3 separate regions of the Danio rerio genome follow, and all the other regions are linked to region 1. A link is a contact called in public Hi-C and HiChIP or PLAC-seq data. All regions are on one chromosome and are shown on one strand. Each heading gives the region's core, a stretch centred on a gene start, on an enhancer-like site or on the middle of the called end of the contact. The rest is flanking DNA. Distances are from core to core; before and after follow the strand shown. Region 1 holds the start of hoxd4a (homeobox D4a). Region 2 holds the start of hnrnpa3 (heterogeneous nuclear ribonucleoprotein A3). Region 3 has its middle 31 kb from the start of hnrnpa3.

Region 1 (5,096 bases), core at 1,416-3,915:
ACAAGCTTTTGAAGAAGCCTGTCTCTGAACAGGCGCGGTGGGCCACATTAGCTGCTTATCAGAAGAGGTCATGTATTATCCATGAACTTTCCTCCTTTTCCGCTACTGCTGTCGACTTACAAAAAATAATGAAACATTGTGATGTGTGTTGTAAATGATTCGGCTTGACCCGTCGACCTTTACCCTTCCTTTATATGCTTCTTCACGCACAGTTTTGAGACCACCTGATCAATTTGCTTGCCATGGCACATCACAGAGTGAGTAGCATGTACGTCTTCAATCCTCACCTGGCGGATTATGATTTCAGTTGTACTTGTGTGTGTGTGTGTGTGTGTTTTTTTTTTTTTTTTTTTTTTAGATTTATCGAATGAACAAATTATTTAGTTATAATTAGTAGTCGGATTTAAATATTAGGTCTGAGACATAATGCTATGAGAGAGCTCCTTCTGAAAATATGTCTTCGCTATGGAACATGTTGGGTATTATAATAGATTTTTTAAGCACCACGAGTACCATGGACATGATATTAAATTTCATGAAAACCTAAGAGAAAACAGTTTAATGGCTTAATTGTACGTTGAGAAATTAAGCCTTTTTTCTCGATATTTTTGGTCAGTTGGTGAATATATGCCGTCGTCTATATATACCCTGTAGAACCGAATTTGTGTGAAAAAATAACATTCACAGATTCGATTCTAGGGGAGTATATGGTCGATGCAATAACTTCGAAAAACACTTTATCTGAATGCACTGTTTGTTTGTTTGTTTGTTTGTTTGTTTGTTTGTTTGTTTGTTTTGCTATCTAATGTAGTCTACACTGTAAAATATTTATATATGATCAATTAGTCATGTGCTTTTAATTCTTTACAACCAAGTAAATGTTCTAACTCAATTTATGTTCTAACTTAACTTTATAAGTTACGCAAGCTGTTTTAAGTTAGTTTAACATAATATAAGTTCAATGGACTCATAAAGCTCATGGGGGTACTTTTAAAAAAAAAAATTTTTCCAAATTTTTCGAGTGCCTTGGACTGATGTTTGCTGTTTATTCTGATGAATACCTTACACAAAGAGCACCGACACATTATTAAAAGCTACCCCTGAGCACTTTTTGGTTGATTTTGGATTTTTGGAATAAGGTTAATTTGATTCAGGTTAAAATTTAAGACAACCCGGATGTTTTTTGTACAGTGTACAGGCAATATAAATTGCGTATATATGTTGGAAGACGGCACCTGGCAACACAGATGACCATTAATTAAGAAAATCAACTGATATTCATATGCTGATTATGCATATTATTTTAATAACTTCTGTTGTGATGCTTTTTGCTGCGCTTTCTTAGTGAACATTGACTTTTTTATTGCTGTCGATGGTTACTTGATGGACGTTCAACTAGGCCTATTGAACATTTCCATCTCACAAACGTTCTTCACACTAAAGAAAATGCTTGTTTGGCGTAATGCAATGTTTGGTCAATTATAAACAAACCCAAAAATTGGGTAATTTCTTACTAATTTAATTTAAATAACATTTTTAACCAAAACGTTTGGGTTTGTCTATATTTGACCCAACGTTGGAATACAACAACCCAGAAATTTAATTTAATTTAAATTCAAACGAATGTGTGGAATGTTCTTCACATTAAAAGAACGTGTTCTATTAAGAGCTTTGAACTGAATGGAATCCCAAAAGGGTTCTTATTCTACACTGTTAACAAATCCTGGTTGCCTTAATTTTTTTTTATCAAATTAACCTTAAGAGTCCAAAAATCCTAAATCAAACAAAAAGTGCTCAGATGTAGCTTAACTAATGCTAACTCTGGGTAAGGGATTTAATAGAATAAACTACAAAAATCAGTCCAAGGTACTCGAAAAAATTTGATTTTTTTTAAAGTAACCTTATGAGCTTTATGAGTCCATTGAACTTATATTATGTCAAACTGACTTAAAACCGCTTGCGTAGCTACAAAGTTAGGTTAGAACATGATTAACTTAGTTTATAAAAATGAAAACACATGATGTCATGACTAACTGATCATATAATTTTCTACAGTGTCGAATATTACAATCAAACCCCCATTTTTACACTTTTTATAAAGGTCTCCTGAACATTTTAACATTTTAAATACCAAATCCTACAGTTTAGTTCTTCTTAAAAGACGCAGGGAGCAGTAATTAACATTAGTAATATTTTTGTATGAATGTTAACTCACTTTGCTCCCTGGTCTTACCTTATGAGCTGCCATACGATTATTTTCTTTTATGTGCTGTTTGATTATTGATTGGCACGGCGCATTGATGGCGAACCAGGGCGCCCTATACAGCGAGCTGAAAGGATGAGAAGCGCTGGAACGATGAGACTCCAGTAACTTCTGTGTGACCTCTACATGACAAAGACGGTCTTCATCAATTGTCTGCAGGCTTTATGCGTCTCTTTTTGTGCCCTGGACCGTTTTTATCTTTTGTATTGTTTTGTTTTTACCAGTCAAAATGCCTGGGCTGGGTTTGATTTAGCTTAGTTGAATATTAATTTACAAAAAATGTTATACACTCACACACACATGCTTGGTTATGTGGCATGAGAACATGTTTTTATGATAGCATCTAATGTGTAAATAGAGATCCTCCCATATGATGATGAACAATTGGCTATTGCATGAGTCCCAGCACTGCTTTCCTCCTTGTCTCTTTCTTTTATATGGGTATTTAATCAATAAAATTTTATATTGTGTTATTTCCATCCTAATTGAGAGATAATGTGAAGTTTGTAAAAATCACTACTAGGTGTGCACAGCTTCTTCTCGGTTGATGAAGTCCCTCCACCTCGATTGGCCAAGCTGGTCACATGGTAGGCTAACTTTATTCAGTTGACAGCAAGTAGGAGGGCTTTATGGAGGGAGGAAAAAAAGACAACTCGAGAAAAATTAGTATTTCCTACCTTCAGAAATTAATGGCCATGAGTTCGTACATGGTGAACTCCAAGTATGTGGATCCCAAATTTCCTCCTTGCGAGGAATATTCTCAGAACAGCTATATACCTGAACAGAGCCCAGGCTACTACAGTCCGTCGCAGGACACTGATTTCCAGCATCCCGGAATCTATTCACGGTCAAACTACTCTGAACAGCCTTACAGTTGTAGCACTGTCCAGGGCTCGTCGGTGCAGCCGCGGGGTCATGTGCAGGATCAAGCCAGCACCCCTAGCCCTTTCCCTGCACAGACAGAGCAGTGTCCCGCGGTCCAGATTTCCGGATCGAGGACTGGTGGACAACAACAAAACACAAAGACCCAGAACGGGATACCAACGAAGCAGCCTGCTGTAGTTTACCCGTGGATGAAGAAAGTGCACGTTACTACGGGTAAGATCCACTCTCTTTGCTGTCTGCTCGCATAGGCCATCCCTATTCTGCTGTTTTAGCCACAGTTAAAATCATTGAGTGAAATATTTATGGGTTCCTCTGAAGGGGCCGCCAATTACACCAGCCATAAATTTTTATTGCTTAGGAAATAGGCCGCTAGCTGTGTTGGCCACTCTTGCAGTATTGAGAGTCCACTTGGCCCGAAGCTTTGATTTAAACAATTTAGCCATGATAAACTTTTTTATTTTTAAATCACAGACACTTAAAATCTGCTATTTCACTTTAAAGAAGTGCTTGTTACTTTTGGTAAAAGTTTAGATATTTGAAAATGAGTGGATCGGATATGTTTGCAGATTTTGTTTAATGCAAAAGTGTGATTTTGTCCTTCACAGTGAACCCGGATTACACAGGACCTGAACCCAAACGTTCTCGGACAGCCTACACAAGACAGCAGGTTCTCGAACTAGAGAAGGAGTTTCATTTTAACAGGTATCTAACAAGACGGCGTCGCATCGAGATCGCGCACACACTCTGTCTTTCTGAAAGACAGATTAAAATCTGGTTTCAGAACAGGAGAATGAAATGGAAAAAGGATCACAAACTACCAAACACGAAAGGAAGATCGGCATCAGTTGGAAATCAGCATGCACAACACGCTCAGAAGGACAGCCAGACAGAGATCACAACTTTATAAGTGGATATCTCTCCCTCCCTTCAGATGTACAGATGAACTGTATGTAATAGACAATGCTTAATTTGACATTGCATGGTAGAAAATCATGACATGTTGGGTCTAAGTGCCAAAAACTGAGAAGCTGAAGCACACACCATGACTTAATGCAGCGTAAAAGCTGCTTTGCGTTACAATTCCCAATATTTCAAATATTGTAACCCTTTGTATGAGAGGCAAAGAGGATATGAGGCATCGAATGATGGTTCACAAATCACCACGAGGTACAGTAAAACGTCATAAAGCTTACGATTTTACACAAACTTGCCAAATTTATTTGAGAGCATGGTCTTTTAGTGATCCAATTCAATTCGTTATTTTGGAAAATCTCTGTATTTTAATCACAAATGTCCTTTTTTAAAGAAATTATGGCAGGTTTATGCCTGTGGCGCGCCAGTTTATCTTAACTTAATCGTTAGACAGAACTTAAGCAAGGCAATACCCCCCGTATAATTAACTATGAATGTTTACCGCTTTTTTTGCATTAAAGTCGACTGGGTGCAAATAATATAATAAAAAAATAAAATGAGTTTAATAGTAGAAAAAATATCCTTGCCTGGTGAAATTATTTATTCGTGAACTGAAAGGTGAACAAAAATATCCCCGAAGCCCTCTTTCTGTGCGCGCCTCGTTTGCTTACTTTAAGACTATTTCAGTCTTTAATTTTTAACTTGTGTATATTTTATTAAAAATTCGTTGCAGATGATTCTCAGTTGTTTACTGCAGCCTCTTGTCCTATTTAATTCAATAAGAAAATATCTTTTTTAACACGAATATTCCTTGCCTTACACTCCACTATAAATCCCGCTCGGCATCTTTGTAAACAAATAGCTACGACTAAAGTAGCAATCTATCCGTCTTCCAAATGTTGCCTGAAGTTCTTGAAAAGCAGCTTTTTATTTAGCATTTTAGACACACGTTTAGCCCTCCAGATGTTTGAACCTTCTATTTATTAAATATAATGTTAAAAGCTTTATGTTGTGAACGTAATTATCCGTTCCATAA
Region 2 (5,096 bases), core at 672-3,171, 250 kb after region 1:
ACCCATTTTAAAGAGACAGTTCGCCCTAAAATCACAATTTCCCACCATTTGCTCACACTCAAGTGGCTCTAAAAGTTTACACATTTCTTTATACCAAGTTTAAAACCAAAGCTGACAAGACCACTTCAGCAGGATTTTAATAGGATCCAATTCAGATTTTTTTGTGAACTATCCCTTCAAAAGGTTATTTATTTTCTGACCAAATGTTTAGTTTAAGTGCTAACATGCTGGCTGTGTTTATGCTCCGGGTCTACAGTATATGGGAACTAAATAAGGATCCTAAAGGTGAACTTTTGCACTGTTTACTAAACAAATAGTTTTTTGATGGCATTGCTTGCAGGCTTGCTTGTACTAACAATAACAATAAATATATTGATAAAATGTGAGTAATTACTTGAAAAGCAGCATGTTTTGCCCCAGATTGAAGGTGTCCTAATAATTTACTCACCCCCTTGTCAACTAATAAAATAAAGTAACAAGAATTAAACAACATGCAATACAAAAGCTAAAACAGAGACTACTATATAAAACAATACCCTAAAATAAAAACATATGCATTAAACAAAATCCAACATTTATTTTAAAATTGTTATTATTTTATATTTCACTTCTCATCATTTAAAGACTTCTGTATATTTCAGCATGATTCAAGAAATAACTACAGTCTACACTCACCGGCCACTTTATTAGGTACACCTGTCCAACTGCTCGCTAACGTAAATTTCAAATCAGCCAGTCACATGAGAGCAACTCAATGCATTTAGGCATGTAGACATGGTCAAGACGATCTACTGCAGTTTAAACCATCCCTTTATGAGCACAGTGTCTCCATCTTCTGACGGCTACTTCCAGCAGGATTACGTCCCATGTCATTAAGCGTGAATCATCTCAGACTGGTTTCTTGAACATGACAATGAGTTCACTGTACTCAAATGGCCTCCACAGTCACCAGAGCTCAATCCAATAGAGCAGCTTTGGGATGTGGTGGAACAGGGGTTTCACATCATGAATGCGCAGCCAACAAATCTGCAGCAACTGTGTGATGCTATCCTGTCAATACGGACTTAAATTTCTGGGGAATGTTTCCAGTAGCTTGTTGAATCTATGCAACAAAGGATTAAGGCAATTCTGAAGGCAAAAGGAGTTCAACCCGGTACTAGTAAGGTGTACCTAATAAAGTGGCCGGTGAGTTTATGCTGTTTTTATCAAATTACCTCAGACCAGAACAGTTTACAATGAATAAATAAGTGTTCAACAGTTATCATTATGGCAATATTGTGAAACATTACAATTCACATTAAAAGTTAAGATCAGAAGTTAGGCCTACTTTGCACATCATATATTCATCGTGGTAAAATGTAGGGCTCCTTTATATTTTGGAGGAAGTAAAAAAAAGATCAAATATTAGATTTTTTTAAAAACTGGTTTTTATAAAGATGTTTGGAAAATATCTTATTTTAATAGGACCAGGCTAGCATACAAAATATTTTCTTATAAACTTATTTATTCCTTTTCAACAAAATCTTTATTACCTTAATTAAGAACCTTTTGAGTAAGATATCATTTAACATATTAATTAATGGTAAAGGAATACTTCTAAAAACTTTCAAATAACCTTCTTAAATTAACAATTAGTACAGAGATCAGTATAACAACCATGCCTAATCAAAATATGCAGCGAATTAGCCACCAGTCATGGAAAAAATAGAGGGAATTTCTCTCTGTTTTGCCTATTTTGTTTATTTCATCTTGTATTATTTTTGTCAATGTCACTACATTGTTGATATTGTGCTTTATATAGCCGTCTGTTATCTATATTATCGTTTACAGTAATAAAAAATGAATATAAATATAAAAAGCGGGAAAAGTCCTGAAGCGCCTCTAGAGGCGGGAAAGTGACATCACATCTGCTGCATTATTATTATTCTCTCAGTGAGGCGCCGTGCAGAGCGAGGGGGCGCAAAAGCTACAGCATGGAGGTACCTGTTATCAATATTCCCACATTAAAATGAATTTGCTTTATGTGTGTCAGCAGTGTTTACGATAAGGCTTATCTTAGGCCAGTTTATTACGCTGTTTTTGCGTTAAGAATGCTGCGTGGTGCAGTTATGATGTCGAGCTAACGTTAAATGGGATACAGCTGTGGATGCTGGCATCAATATAGCATAAATACACTGTATGCGTGCTGTTAAGGCGAATAGGCTAATGTTTTTTCTTTAAATAAGTCTATTATTGTTTTTCTTTTGAATACTCGTGCTTCAGTTTCATAACGTGTTGATGTTTTGTTCAGCAGCGTAAACCTAATGTTTAGCCTGATTTTGTAAGTTAAACACGTGTTAATAATACAACAACATATTGAATATTTCACTGTATTTAATCTTTTTTAACAAGTGAAATACGGAGGAAACAAGGAAAATACATCTAACGTTAATAAAATGGCGCGTGTACACTTTGGTGTGGAATATTCTAGACGCTTCGAGCCGTTGGATTGTTTATTATCGGTCTCTTCCTGAATTTTTACGGTAATCCTTAATTTTATCTGAAACTACTTCCAACTCCACGTCCTCTGTTTGTTCAGAAGTAATTCGACAGAAAGCAACCGGCTGAAATGCGAATCATACTATGGCGTAGGCACGGCTAATGAATCTTATTACGCTTATCCTTATTAATATTCATAACTTTGGCCTTTTTTAGTAGCCTAACTGGTCAGTTGACCAGCGCCCACCTTTCAACGTCAGTCTTTCAACCAATTGGGAAGGATTGATTTGAAAGCGTCACTCACCTCATGAATATTAATATACATCCTCGCCTAATTTGGTAAAAGGGTGACCGGATGTCATTCATTCTCTTCCCCTGGAGCTCTCAGCGTTCAGAAAACACCCACACAGAGAATCCAGCTGTGGTTAATATTGTGCAATCAATAGTCATGTGTTATTATCAGATTTAAACAGTTATCTTAATTGCTTCAGCATTATGCAACACATGGAGCATGCCCTGCAGGGATCATTTTATCAGTCCGGTGATGCATATTTATGAAAAGTCAAAGGTGTAATTTTTTTTTCTCTTTCATGAACAGAGTCGCGACAGTAAGGAGCCGGAGCAGCTCAGAAAGCTGTTCATTGGTGGACTCAGTTTTGAGACTACGGAGGACAGTTTACGAGCTCACTTTGAGCAATGGGGCAAACTCACAGACTGCGTGGTGAGAAACCTTCACATCTTATTCTCCAAAGTTCTGCTTTAATTACCAAGTGCATTCAGCTTGCATTGTGTAGGAACATTCCTTTAAAAGCCACTCCTGTTTTCCAACACCAAAAAGGTACATAAATGCATATAATATAGACTTAAAGCCTGCCTGGTCAAAGGAGAGCTACTTTTTCTGAAAAAGTGCACATTTTGTATTTAATTATGAGGCTTAAAGTTCCCATGAAATCAAAATAGAGTTTTTAAAATGTTAGTTTTAAAGATATCTTTAAACTAGTCTGTTCCAAAACAGTGACACGATTCACTTTTACAAGATATACACCTTATATAAATTGTATAAATGTAAATGCATCAGCAATTTTATTGACGTCACCTCCTACTTTAGTTTCTCATCAAATCTTCTGACCAATCAAATGCTCTCTAGTGTCTTGCATGCCCTGCCCGCTTCTTCTCATTGGCTTTTCATTTGATGTGGTTGAGCTCAATCACTCTCACTGGCAGAGCTGTGATAAAAACCAAACACTATTGGCTGTTTTTTTTAAAGGGGAGGGGCTACTGTATGCCCCACCCTCTCTTTATGTTTCAGTTGAGTTTAAGTCAAACATCATATTAACAAATACACATTTCAAAGTACCTCACAGGACATGTAAACACTTTATTTAGTGATATTTTATGCACTCATTCGTAAGTCACTTTGGATAAAAGCATCTGCTAAATGACTAAATGTAAATATTTAAGTACTGTCACATTTAGTGCACTAAAGTCCACGAAAAGTCCCACAGTGCATTGTGAAATTTTTTTACGGAAGTTATGAAGTGTGAATCACATGAACCAACTCACTCACATGAGAGACGTTTTATAAAATAAACTGTTATTTATTTATATTTAATCATTAACTGAACAAGTAGAGAACTATCTATCAAACATATTGATCATATGATTATATTTGAACAGTGGTTGAAATAATCCCCAGGATGCCTGATCAAAGGCTATTATTTATTATTTAAAACTAAATGTTTAACAGTTATATACACTCACCGGCCAATTTATTAGGCACAGACGGGTTGGTCTCAGTATTTCAGAAATTGCTGATCTACTTGGATTTTCACGCACAAAGAGAAAATATACAGTGAGCGGCAGTTCTGTGGGTGCAAATGCCTTGTTGATTCCAGAGGTCAGAGGAGAATGGCCAGACTGGTTCCAGCTGATAGAAAGGCAACAGTAACTCAAATAAGCACTCGTTACAACTGAGGTCTGCAGAAGAGCATCTCTGAACACACAACACGTCCAACCTTGAGGCGGATGGGCTACAGCAGCAGAAGACCACACCGGGTGCCGCTCCTGTCAGCTAAGAACAGGAAACTGAGGCTACAATTCACACAGACTCACCAAAACTGGACAATAAAAGATTGGAGAAACGTTGCTGCTCTGATGAGTCTCCATTTCTGCTGACACATTTGGGTTGGGTCAGAATTTGGCAACAACAACAAGAAAGCATGGATCCATCCTGCCTTGTATCAGCAGTTCAGGCTAGCATTGGTGGTGTAAAGGTGTGGGGGAGATTTTCTTGGCACACTTCGGGTCCATTAGTACCAATTGAGCATCGTGTCAACGCCACAGCCTACCTGAGTATTGTTCCTGACCATGTCCATCTCTTTGTGAACACACTACCCATCTTCTGATGACTACTTCCAGCAGGAAACACCCTATGTCATAGGGAGTTCACTGTACACAAATGGCCTCCACAGTCACCAGAGCTCAACCCAATAGAGCACCTTTGGGATGTGGTGGAGCGGGAGATTGGCATCATGGATGTGCAGCCCACAAATCTGCAGCAAGTGCGTGATGCTGTCATGCCAATATGGAGCAAAATCTCTGAGGAATATTTCCAGCAC
Region 3 (5,096 bases), core at 884-3,383, 220 kb after region 1:
TGAAAGTGAGCGGGGCGGGGGTGTAGAAGGTTGGGGAGTTGTGGAAAAAATCGAAAGGGAACAGCGGATGGGGGACAAGGACTGTTAAGGAGGGGGATTATCAAATCGAGGTGCCAGATCAGATTTCAGTGTTGTCAGATCAGGATCCTACGTGTTCCGTCACAAATTAAGCCCTGGCTTTGCCTTAAACTAAAGGATTAATATACTGGTATGGCTAAGAACAGTGTTTTGTGTCTAATTTTAATGTTTTGTCACAAGTAGCTCTGTAATAAATTGGAAAAAGTACATCCAGAAGTACATCCCAAAAGTCCTTCAGTCTGATACAACAGTTCTCCACTTAAACCTCCACTAGCTTTATTCTGAGGTAACAACCACTTGGATGTACATTACCCCCTTACATAACTTCAATGTCAATTATTCCTTATGTAATAATACACTTGTAACCTTTTGATTTTGTTTAAGTTTGTGTATACGATGGCACTGTGTGAACTGCACATCAATAGAAAATTTTCAAAAATGCTGATTTGATCAATATAAGTTTGTTGGATTAGCTATTTTGGTTCTGATTTTGAAAAAAAAACACAAATGATAGGAAGTATGTCACGCTCTCGACATTCATCTTTAACCACAACAAATAATAATAAACAGGTTAGTGTATACTCCGTTTAGCCATTTTGTTTCTGGCAGATTTGCCTTTATTTAACGGATTAATAAACTATCATGGCTCAGAGCAATGTTTTGTGTCTATTTTTTATTTTTAAGCTGTGTAATAAACATAATAAAGTACATCCAACTGGTTGTTTTCGCAGAATAAAGCCCTTCAGTCTTATACAACAGTTTTCAGTTTTGCGTCGAGCTACAGATAAACCTGTCAGGCTTTATTCTGAGATAACAACCTCCTGGATGTACTTTATCCCTTACATAACTCCATTGTCAGTTTTTCCTTACTTAATAATACATTTATAACCTTTTAATTTTGTTTAAGTTTGTGTATTTAGTGGTGGTGTGTGGTCCTGCTGCCCTCTACTGACCACCACTTAAACTGCGCATCAACAAAACATGAGAAAACGCTATTTAGATTGATATCATTTTGTAGGATTAGCTATTAGATAAGAAGCATGTCCTGCTCTCGACATTTATCTTTAACCACAACAAATAATAATAAACAGGTTAGTGTATACTCCATTCAGCTATTTTGTTTCTGGCAGATTTGCCTTTATTTAAAGGATTAATAAACTATCATGGCTCAAAATAATGTTTTGTGTCTATTTTTTTATGTTTAAGCAGTGTAATAAACAGAATAAATTACATCCAGGCAGTTGTTTCCGCAGAATAAAGCCCTTCAGACTTATACAACAGTTCTCAGTTTTGTGTCAAGCTACCGATAAACCGGTCAGGCTTTATTTTGAGATAACAACCTTCGGGATGTACTTTATCCCTTACATAACTCCATTGTCAGTTTTACTTAATAATACACTTATAACCATTTAATTTATGTATCCAGTGGCAGTTTGTGATACGGCTACCCTCTACTGACCACCACTGGAACTGCACGTCAACAAAACATAAAAATGTTTCGTCACGCTCTCGATGTTCACCTTTAACCACAACAAATAATAAATCAATAGTGTATACTCCATTCAGTCTTGTTTCTGCCAGATTTGCCTTTGATTAAAAGGTTAATAAAATATTACTGCTCAGAACAATGTTCTGCTGCCCCCTACTGACCCCCACTGGAACTGCACATCAACAAAACATTTTCAAAATGCTAGTTTGATCGATATACGTTTGTAGGATAAACAATTTTGGTTCTTTCTTTTGAAAAAGCGCAACTGATAGGAAGCACGTCACGCTCTCGAGGTTCACCTTTAACCACAACACGTAACAAATCAGATCTCAGAAGACAAGCCGCTTCAGAAGTCGTGCTCAGTGTTGCATTCAAGCGTGTGTGATTTTCCAGACTGTCTGTGTGTGTGTGTGTGTGTGTGTGTGTGTGTGTGTGTGTGTGTGTGCTCTCAGAGATCTTTCATTGGGGAATCTTTCCTGTGTGAGAGCTGCGGTCTCAGCGGCTGATTTATGGCGCTCCGCAGCTATGCTCATGCTACGCTAACAATGCTCATTAAAAAGAGGATGTCATCACTCCGCGACACCGCAGGACTCGTATGTGTCACATGCATCCTCAATACAGCGAACCGCTGACCAATACCGTCCACAACATCCTGTAAATCTGTCATCGCCAGCATGGCCGCGGAAACACACACACACACACACACCATTAGAGTGCAGTAATAGAGGATCAGAGGTTAATGTGGAGCTGTTTGCTGGTGTTTAGTTTTGTATTAGAGGATTTCACGTGCTTACAGCTATGTGTGTGTGTTTGAACAGTAAAGAAAGTATAAAAAGTAAAATATTATAATCTTAAGCCACTCGTAATCTTCAAAAAACACTAAAATGCAAGAATAACAACACACTTTCACACTAGAGATAATGAAAGTGAGCGTTACGCTGGAAAATTACTCATGTAAACTGGAAACTGAGGCTGATGTGTGTGTTTAAGTAGTAGAGTTAGCATCTATATAGCTTATGGACATCAAACGAGTGTTATTTTGCCAAAACTCAAAAGTGACCGTGTGTGAATGTTTGACTTTCTTGTGTTCATGGTTGGAGGTTTGGGCCGCGGGCTCTGAGCAGACCTGCTGCTGTACACTGAACAGATAAGAGCACGGGACAAGATAAGAGAGCTCTGCCAACACACACACACACGCGCACACACAATGAAACATGAGGCCCGACAGACAGCCTGAACCCTTTGTGCTTCTTCAAGATCTGCTGTAATCCTCCAAACAGGTTGATCATCTGGTTGAAATCAGTTCCACACAGACCCAAATCGTGGCCTAAAATTCAGGGAGCCAATTATAATAGTTAAAGGTGCTGTATAGGTAGCTTTTAAACTCTTCTAAATGATAAAAACATACCATAATTTATTTGCAGATATGTACGAAACATGCTAAGTGAACATATGTTTGTCTGAAAAACAATGCTGAGGTCAGTTTTTCTGCTTTGAATTGTGCGTTCTGTGTCAGAAAGTCTGTCTTTGTTTTGGGCTCTATAACCAGCCCACTGCCAGTTTAACCAATTCTAATTCAGCACCTAATTATTAAAATGCACATAATTATCACGAAAATAAACATTAGCTGAGCCGCTTACAATGTAAGGCTTGATCTTCAGATAATCTGGCAACCTGCGTGTGTGGAGTAATCCTTAAAGGAGTGGCCAAGTAAAAAAAAACCTATGCAATATTTTGAGTTTGAACTGCAATACCTGGTTCATCCACTAGGTGTTACTCCCACATTCATTCATATTTTTTTCGGCTTAGTCCCTTTATTAATCCGGGGTCGCCACAGCGGAATGAACCGCCAACTTATTCAGCATATGTTTTACGCAGCGAATGCTCTTCCAGCTGCAACCCATCTCTGGGGAACATCCACACACACTTATTCACACTCATACATTAAGGACAATTGTAGCTTACCCAATTCACCTGTATCACATGTGTTTGGACTGTGGGGGAAACTGGAGCAAGCAGAGGAAACCCACCCAAACACTGGGAGAACATGCAAACTTCACACAGAAATGCCGACTGACCCAGCCGAGGCTCAAACCAGGTGACTGCACTACCTACTACGCCACCGCATCACCCCTAGTAATATTAAGTCAATTTTAATTATAGATATGTCGCATTGGATATGTGGTTCCCGGTATGCTTTGCATGGGATTGAATTAAGAAGAGAATATTATAAAAATAAAACCAATCTTAGATGTTTAAATTTAAGATAAAGACTTGTTGAAGTTGAATCTTTATTAGTTTGAAGATTAAGAACAGTTTTGTGTTTTTTTTTTTTTTTGGTTTGTTTTTTAAGATTTAAGGTATGTCGCATTGGATATGTAGTTCCCAGCATGCTTTGCATGGGATTGAATTAAGAAGAGAATATTTTGAAAATAAAAGCAATCTGAAATGTTTAAATTTAAGAGAAAGACTTTTAGTTTGAGGATTGAGAACAGTTTGAGTATGTTTTTTTTTTTTTTTTTTTTTTTAAGGTTACCATTTTCCAGAGGAGTAGCACTCATGCGTTGGGTCTTGGCATTAGAGGCTTCACTCAGAGAGTGATATCTGTGCTACCACAAGATCTGAGATCAGTAAGCATTCATTCATTCATTTTCTTGTCGGCTTAGTCACTTTATTAATCCGGGGTCGCCACAGCGGAATGAACTGCCAACTTATCCAGCAAGTTTTTACGCAGCGGATGCCCTTCCAGCTGCAACCCATCTCTGGGAAACATCCACACACACATTCACACACTATGGACAATTTAGCCTACCCAATTAACCTGTACCGCATGACTTTGGACTGTTACCGGAGCACCCGGAGGAAACCCACGCGAATGCAGGGAAAACATGCAAACTCCACACAGAAATGCTAACTGAGCCGAGGATCGAACCAGCGACCTTCTTGCTGTGAGGCGACAGCACTACCAACTGCGCCACTACGTCACCCATAGTGAGACTCATGAAATGGTAATAATAAACGTTTACAAAGCGATTTAATAGTTTTGAAAATCACGATCGCTATATATATATATATATATATATATAGCGATCGTGATTTTAGGCATGGATATATATATATGTCCATGCCTTATATCCAATGGCCAGAAAATAATTAACATTTTAATAAAATGTTGGTATTTGTAATGCAGCAAGCCCAGAGATTGTTGTGTACACTATGACGTTATATAAAGATAACTTTAATGTGTGATATGAATAAAACGTGATCATAAACTAATGATTTCTCAACTTAAATGAGTGGCGGCTTGGACCCGGAAACAGTATTGCATACGTCACCAACACGTCACCACTTAAAAATCGAATAGGGGAATTGGGTAAGCTAATTTGTCCATAGTGTATTTGTGTATGTCCTCCTCCAGGTTTGGTATTGAGCGTTGGACTAACGACCCACCCAACACAATCTCACGGCAATTCGTAACTTTTTCATTTAGTGGCTAATTCGTATGAATTTGTACAATCTAATTCGTACA

Evidence for each region. Hi-C and Micro-C count contacts between places; a contact is called where the count stands out from the background. HiChIP or PLAC-seq counts read pairs in DNA pulled down with a chosen protein or histone mark.
Region 2: a contact with region 1 is called in an H3K4me3 HiChIP or PLAC-seq map of embryo, with 6 times the contacts expected there. The contact joins the promoter of hnrnpa3 here to the promoter of hoxd4a in region 1. A contact is called at or near these places in 4 of 18 Hi-C or Micro-C datasets (caudal fin, embryo, hematopoietic stem cells and 1 more) and 2 of 4 datasets of contacts at active chromatin or transcription factors (caudal fin and embryo).
Region 3: a Hi-C map of embryo shows a contact between it and region 1, with 2.2 times the contacts expected there. The contact joins the enhancer-like site here to the promoter of hoxd4a in region 1. A contact is called at or near these places in 2 of 18 Hi-C or Micro-C datasets (both in embryo).

The regions. Positions count from the first base shown.
Region 1 is chr9:1,946,148-1,951,243 of GRCz12tu, reverse strand. It overlaps hoxd4a (homeobox D4a), which reads left to right and starts at 2,665. Exons shown (of 2, transcript NM_001126445.2): 1 at 2,665-3,361; 2 at 3,754-4,303. The coding sequence starts at 2,893. The coding sequence ends at 4,055. It overlaps mir10b-1 (microRNA 10b-1), which reads left to right and starts at 636; the gene lies at 636-713. It also overlaps a transcript of hoxd3a not described here.
Region 2 is chr9:1,692,806-1,697,901 of GRCz12tu, reverse strand. hnrnpa3 (heterogeneous nuclear ribonucleoprotein A3) reads left to right here and starts at 1,921. Exons shown (of 10, transcript NM_001328148.1): 1 at 1,921-1,979; 2 at 3,077-3,199. The coding sequence starts at 1,974.
Region 3 is chr9:1,724,333-1,729,428 of GRCz12tu, reverse strand. No RefSeq gene overlaps it. Among named protein-coding and RNA genes, the nearest start is that of hnrnpa3, 31 kb to the right of the region's middle. Within about 2 kb of position 2,133, at least 17 of the 62 cell types and tissues checked have an H3K27ac peak or open chromatin away from gene starts, as enhancers often do.